Linked DNA regions of Mus musculus: region 1 is linked to region 2. Evidence: chromatin contacts called from public HiChIP or PLAC-seq data. All regions are on one chromosome and are shown on one strand. Each heading gives the region's core, a stretch centred on a gene start, on an enhancer-like site or on the middle of the called end of the contact. The rest is flanking DNA. Distances are from core to core; before and after follow the strand shown. Region 1 holds the start of P2rx7 (purinergic receptor P2X, ligand-gated ion channel, 7). Region 2 overlaps Atp2a2 (ATPase, Ca++ transporting, cardiac muscle, slow twitch 2).

Region 1 (3,783 bases), core at 340-2,839, 170 kb after region 2:
CTGGCTAGAGAGGGCTACAGAGGGAAGCCCTTACCCCTCCGGGGCCTCCCGAGTAAACAGAGAGGGTTGGGAGACGCATCTAGCATCACTGCCTTCTAGTCCCTTGAACTGGAGCCAACAGGGGCAGGGGCCTTGATGTAGATCATAAGGAGGAGAAAGTACAAATTAAGTTAGGCTGGAAACATGTAAGTCTGCCTGGCCCATAATGCAGCAGGCAAGACAGCAGTAGGTTGGGATGCTTGCGGGGAGATGGTTCTTTCTCCCTAGGGAGGGATAACGCCTGAGTGACTGTTGCTTCCTTTCTCTAACGTCTAACATCCCACTTGTGCCTGGAAGATTCCAGGTCTCAGAGAAGCAGCAGCCATAGCCACGTTAGGACAGAGCCTCAGACACCAGGCTCTGCAGGTGCCTCATTTGAGGACGATCGGGTCTTTATCACCCAGGACCACCGATCCACTGTGTAAACCGTGTGGGAAAGGCCTGCTTTATACATCCTGCTTTCCTACAGCCTGTCGGAGCAGGGTTTCAGCCCTGGTGTGGTCCCTCGCAACTATAGTCCCAGAATTTGTGAGCTGGAGGTGTGGGAAAGATGAAGGCTTAAGGGTCAGTCTCAGCCTCACAGTAAGTTACAGAGAAGTCTGAGTTACACGAGACCCTGTCTCAAAACAAAACAAATAGAGAATAAAACAACAAAACCGCACAGCAAAAAAAAAAAAAAAAAAAAAAAAAAAAAATCAACCAAACAAGATTTCCTCTCAACTCCACCTTCCTCAGAATTCTACAATGAGGCTACCTCTTCTACTATTTGGAGATAGCATTGGTCCTCTCTCATGAGGTGTCTCCATGGTCAGGAGGGATACTGGATGCAGCTTTGTTCTTGGTGGTCTAGGACTGACTGGACCATGAGATGACCTCCCGGGTCCCGAGCAGGATGAAGTGTAGATGGAGGAGAGAGTGAGACAAGCGTGGATATAATCTTCCCATCCCACAATGAATCTGATCTGGCAGCCATCTTTGGCAGACCAGAGTATCCCGTGGAGCAGCGGAGGACAAAGATGCCATTCAGTCATCGGGTGCACCTGTACATGTGGACTGAACAAAGGGTTGTCCGGAAAACAAAGGGATAATCTCTGTGGGGTGCGGTGGGGCTCACCTATAATCCCAGCACTCGGGAGGTGGAGGCAGGAGGATCAGAAGTTCATAGCTAGCCTTGAGTGAGTAACAAATCTAAGGTCAGCCTGGCTGCTTGAGAACAGGTCTCAAACAGGCAACAAAAGAAATGGATGGGTCTGAGTGGGGGTGGGGGGGCTTGAGGCAGTGGTCGCATCTAGGCCCTTGTCTGAGTCACACTGGGTCTTACAACATTTGAAGGACTGCCCTTTTCTCTCAAATGAAATGAGTTCCAAAAGAGCACAAGGAAAGGGGGTGGGGAGGGGGAATTTTAAAAATGCCCATCTTCTGAACACCATCTTTGTGCGGGCGTCTGGGGGAGGCTAGCGGGGCGGGGTCATCTGCCAGCCAGGCCTGTAGGACTTGGTTCTTGTTTATTCCACTCACATTCAGGGCAGTTGCCAGGACCCGCCCCCGCTGCAGTCACTGGAGGAACTGGAAGTTAACCGTTCCTGCTGAGAAATCGGTGTGTTTCCTTTGGCTGCTCCTAGGTGAGGGTTTGCTGTGGTCTAGCCTGGGAAGTAGGTCTAGCCCAAGTCCAGCCTGAACAGAGCGAGCCTGTCGCCATGCCGGCTTGCTGCAGCTGGAACGATGTCTTGCAGTATGAGACAAACAAAGTCACCCGGATCCAGAGCACGAATTATGGCACCGTCAAGTGGGTCTTGCACATGATCGTCTTTTCCTACATTAGGTAAGCGGGGCGTGGGATGGGCCGATCTCTGCAGCACTGTACAGCGTCGGCAGCCCCACGAGGCAGCTGCTGGTGCACTGGCTGGATTCTATGTGGGTCCTTAAATCTGAGACACACTCTCATAGCCCGCTGGGAGGAAACAGTAAGAGGAAGCTGTGCTTGGCTGTAGCTGGAGGAAGCCGCAGAGAGAGAGGGTGGCAGACTGTGTGCCTCCCTTTGGCCTTTTCAACTGCAGCCAAGGCCTGCCAAGATGAGCGAGCAGGGCAGGGCATGCCCGGGGAACCTGGGAGACACAGGCCAACACCCTGGGCTCCCACAGAGATAAGGGGATTTCCCTTGTGGGCTCTGAATTATCCTCCTGCTTAGGAGAGATAGAACCAGGTTTGCAAATGTCGTTTTTAGAGCATCTTGGAGGTCCTTTAAAAACCTCTTATGAAGGTACAAAATGTGTACCCCGGACTTTCACTGATTTACAGTGTTCATGTCCATGGCTTTCCATGTATTCGTCGAGCTGTGCAGCGGTCACCAAAATCAAGAACATTTTCAGCCCAGTGTGGTGGTGCATGCCTTTAGTCCCAGCACTGGGGAGGCAGAGTCCAGCCTGTCTGTCTACAAAGCAAGTTCGAGGACAGCCAGGACGACACAGAGAAACCCTTTTTTTGAAAAACAAAACCAACCAAACAAGAACATTGTTTATCAGCCTAAAAGGTTGTCCCTTAGATCAGGGACCCACCAATCCATTTTCTGTTCCTGTGGATTTACATATGTATGTATGTATGTATGTATGTATGTATGTGTGTATGTGTATGTGTATGTGTATGTGTATGTGTATGTGTATGTGTATATGTGTATGTATACACACACACATATATTTCATATAAATAGAATCACATGGCATGCGGTCCTTTGCGACTGACTCTTCCTCTTAGCATGTTTTCAGTGTTCAGGTATGTGTTAGAGCGAGTGTGTTGATGCTGTAGACTATTTATGACTGGATAACACTCCACTGTATGTAAGTACAATACTATATAAGTAGACAGCCCTCTAGAGACTTCTTACTCATTCACCAGATTTACTTGGGGTTGCTTCTCTCTTTGTTACCTGGACATATGTCCTAATCTCTCCTGGGTTTACCTGGGGCTGGGGTGGGAGAGGGGGACTTGTTAGGTCATGTGACAACTGCATGCACCCTGGTAGGCACTGCTAGACTGTCCTCTGTGGCAGCTTCACCTTTTCACCTTAGAGCATCCGTCTCCACTCTGTCCACATCCTCACCAACGGGCGATGCTGTGGCTTTCAGACTGGAACTAACCTAGTGGGTGTGAAGTGCTCTCTCATTGTGGCTTTGGCTCCCGTTTCCCTGATGATGATAAGGATGGTGCTTTTGACGACGTGTGTGGTGTTGCTGTAGTTTACAGAGAGTGAGAGTGGCCTCTGAGTGTGTGCCTGTTGGTGTGTAAGGGGGTCTGTGTGCATGTGGAGGCTAGGGGTGAGCTACCTGAAGCTTACAGCTGGACTGGCTTGGCCATCAAGCACCCAGAATCCTACAGTTTCTGCCTCCCCAGTGTTGGGCTTACAGGCACCTGCTGCTATGCTCAGTTTTTTTACGTGGGTGCTGTGGGTCGAAGTTGTATCTTTCTGCCTTCACGACAAACACTTAGCCCACGGAGCCATTTACCAAGCTCGGAGGTGGCCTATTCTATAATCCTGGATACATCTTCCTGGCCAAGTCACTTAACCTGCCCGAGCCTCAGTTTCTCTGTCTGTTCATACACTCATTGGACAGCAATGGGAGAAAAGGTACCTGCCTTATCACCGATGCTACTGGGAAGAGGTTTTCCTCTTCCTGAGAGACCGAGCTCAGAAATATTTCAGTGGCCAAAGAAGATCGGAGAGGGCTGATCTTCTTTACATCAGCTTCC
Region 2 (3,412 bases), core at 523-3,022:
AACATGCTTTTTAAAACCAAATACCTTGCATACAACACAATGGGTAAATAGGTCTCTATTTCTGAGCAGAGTGAACAGATTAAGGGTAGAATATGGCCAATGTACACTGTTAGCATTCTGTCTAAGCTCCAGCACAGTTACCTGGCAACAGTCAGGCCTAACCCACTATAAAAGGGGCTGCTTGCACCCTCCCTCCTTGCTCTCTTGCTCCTTTCTCCCCATGGGATCATGGCCGGCCTCTACTTCTCTACTCTCTCTCTCTGCCTCTACTATTCTCTTGACTCCCCTCTCCCCATACTATATGGTTACGTGGCTGTCCCTCAGGGGGAAGGGATGTCTTAGCATGGGCCCACTGAGGCACCCCTCCCCCATACCTGACTACACCTTCATAGAACATATCCCCCCCTTCTTGATCTTTTTGTAAACACAACATACACTACAATGTAGTTTGTATTTAAAGCAAGCTAGATGGGGGCTGGGGGGGGGTCAGGTGGTAGACAGGGCATGGTCCCTAGAACTGAGTGGCTACCTATGGTACCCACATTGTAATTCCAACCAGAAGATCAAGACTGCAAGCTCTCCCTCAATGGTGCATTGAATCTGAGGCCGAACACATACACAGACACAGACACACACACAGAATATTTCTGAAATACACAGGAACATCCATCAGAAAAGCAACAGAGACAACAAACAAATAGTTCCATCAGTTATGTCACAAAACAAATACACAGCAGTAGAAATGCTATTTTACCTTCCAAGTGTCAAGAAATAAGAAAACAGACCTGAGTTGAAGCTATATGGTAATATGACTCTTACTTCACAACGTCTAAACTTCTGCCAGCTTCCATAGGGGTGAGAAAGAACAAACAAGGCTGGGGGGATGGGTTGTTAATTATAGCTTGCCATGCAAGCATAGAAATGAGAGTTCCATGGGTTCAGTTCTCAGAACCCATGGGGGGTGGGGGGACTTCACAAAGTCTCTTCCCACATCTCACATCTCACACACAATAACACAATAACACAAATCACACAATAACATAATAACACAAATCGTAAAAATTAAGTAAAAAGCTAGAGGTAGGAGGTAGGTCAGTGAGATTGTGCAGTGGGTAGTCACTTGAAGGCTGATCTGATCCCCACAATAGAGGGAGAGAGCAGACTGTCTCAGGTTGTCCCCAGACCTCCAAATAATGTAAAAAGCAAGACAAATGCAGAAATTAATGAAAATTCTCTCAGTGCTAAAGAAGAACCATGTATATAAAGAGCTCATCCAGTATTCCGTGTCACAGAGTATGACTAGCTAATTGATTATCATACTTTACCTGTGCTTCTAGACACGGAAATCAGGATACAAGGGAAATGAAACATGGACAGGACTTCTGTTGCTGTCTCAAAGCTGCAACATTCTTTTTTTTTTTTTAAAGATTTATTTATTAATATGAGTACACCATTGCACTCTTCAGACACACCAGAAGAGGGCGTCAGATTCCATTACAGATGGTTGTGAGCCACCATGTGGTTGCTGGGATTTGAACTCAGGACTTCTGGAAGAGCAGTCAGTACTCTTAACTGCTGAGCCATCTCTCCAGGCCAACATTATACTTTTATAAAGCTTAATTTTATGACTTTGCTCAAAATTTTTGTAAGCAGTGAAAGCTGTGACCACTTTACACACTGTGGTGAAAATTTCCTAAGGTACCTGTACATCACATGGGAAATCACAGGAGAGAACCACACACACAGAGCTGATAGTGCTGTAATGTTTAACAAATGAGCACCACTGGGTTTCCAGGCCACAGTGGAGAGAGACATTTCACCCTATAACCTTTAGTACCTTTTAAATTATCTAATAAATAAATCTCTTGCATAACCTGAAGATCTTTCAGTCAACAACCTGTTTCCTGGGTAGAGTTCCTGTAATAGCCCCACAGGGCTCCTAGCTGAGCACTTGGTAAGTATAAAGCAAAATGCTAAAATACACCGAGTAAGGGACAAAACCCAAGCTCTATGTACCCCTGAGAACAGCACCTCTGCAAGAGAACTAATGTGCCCATTTAGTGGAACTTTAAAGAAGATGGGAACTGGCTATGCTCAGAAGACAGCCTGCTTAGCAGTGCCTGGGACTGCCTCCAGCCTCAAAGTGCAAAACTTCCAAGCAAAGTGGTCTAGAAAATGCCAAAGCAGCCATCCTATCCTAGAAGTATGCCCTGCACTTGTTAACCCTTCTCCAAGGAGAATATAGCGAACTTTTAAAAAACTTTCCTGCTGTGGCGGCTCTCAACCTTCTCAATGCTTAATCCCTTTAGTCCAGTTCCTCATGCTGTGTGTGGCACCCCTCGACCATATTTTGTTGCTTCTTCATAACTGTAATTTTACTAGTTAGGAATTGTAACATAAATCTCTGATATGAGGCGAATCTGACATGCAACCCCTGCTGTTTTAGTGCATGAAACGACCCTACGCCTAGGAAAGCAAGGCAGCACACAAAGCTAGTAGGTAGGTCCAAGATCTCCAGGGGTTAAGATCATCCTTGCATTTGACTACAGGGACACACACAGGTGAAGGTAGAATTCCTGCTGGAAATGCTTATGCAACCAAGAGCAACATTCCAACTGAATAAAACAAACCTTCCACTTTAATGTACTTTGTTCACGGTATACCAAAGGGAGTACATCCAAATGATTATGACATTAAAACAAAACAACAACAACAAAAAGTTTAAGACCAGGCGTGACAGTTGCATGCTTTTAATACCAGTACTCTGCAGGCAAAAATGGATCTCTGAATTTCAGGCAAGTCAGGTCTAAGCTGTGAAACCCTGTCTCAACAAACCAATCACTAAATTACAAAAAACCTGTATGTGTGGGACATCCCAGTGTGAAGGTCAGAGGTTATCTATCTTTCAGAAGTCAGTTGTCTGTTATCATGTGGGTCCCACGGATTGACTCAGGTCATCAGAAGGCAGCAGACACCTTTACTGCTAATCCATCTTAGCGACTCTGGTTTTGTTTCTGATTAGAGCTTTTCATACAATATGTTTGATCATGTTTTCTCCTCCCAGACTCTCCCTAGCTCCCCACCCACCAACTTTATGCTCTTTCACAAAACAAAAATAAAAATAAATCACCCCCTCTCCGACAAAACAATCAAATCAAACAAAAAAACTAAGATAAAAGAAATACCCAAACAAGACAAAATAAAAATTAAAAACCTCACAAAAATACTAGTTAGTTTTGTGTTGGCCAACTTCTCCTGGGCATGTGGCTGTCCTGGAATGTATGGTTCTGTTTTTTAAACTAGGTATTCTTTAAGACAGTCTCTTACTAGTGTTGAACTTGTGGCAATCTTCTTGCTCAGCCACAGTACTTAGTGGTATGCCACTACCACTCTACTATACAAAGTAGTATAC

Evidence for each region. HiChIP or PLAC-seq counts read pairs in DNA pulled down with a chosen protein or histone mark.
Region 1: a contact with region 2 is called in an H3K27ac HiChIP or PLAC-seq map of regulatory T cells, with 6 times the contacts expected there. The contact joins the promoter of P2rx7 here to the enhancer-like site in region 2. A contact is called at or near these places in 20 of 39 promoter capture datasets (the 3T3-L1 cell line, 3T3-L1-derived adipocytes, the HPC-7 cell line and 13 more), 10 of 484 Hi-C or Micro-C datasets (the 3T3-L1 cell line, the C10 cell line, CD4 T cells and 7 more), 14 of 115 datasets of contacts at active chromatin or transcription factors (the NIH/3T3 cell line, T-cell acute lymphoblastic leukemia, a beta-TC-6 cell line and 8 more) and 5 of 9 other capture datasets (adipose tissue, embryonic stem cells, liver and 2 more).

What each region holds. Positions count from the first base shown.
Region 1 is chr5:122,642,338-122,646,120 of GRCm38.p6, forward strand. It overlaps P2rx7 (purinergic receptor P2X, ligand-gated ion channel, 7), which reads left to right and starts at 1,590. Exons shown (of 13, transcript NM_011027.4): 1 at 1,590-1,861. The coding sequence starts at 1,737.
Region 2 is chr5:122,473,374-122,476,785 of GRCm38.p6, forward strand. The region is part of intron 5 of Atp2a2 (ATPase, Ca++ transporting, cardiac muscle, slow twitch 2); the gene reads right to left. Among named protein-coding and RNA genes, the nearest start is that of Atp2a2, 27 kb to the right of the region's middle. Within about 2 kb of position 1,773, at least 11 of the 459 cell types and tissues checked have an H3K27ac peak or open chromatin away from gene starts, as enhancers often do. A contact at or near this core is called in hepatocytes and regulatory T cells, where this site is marked.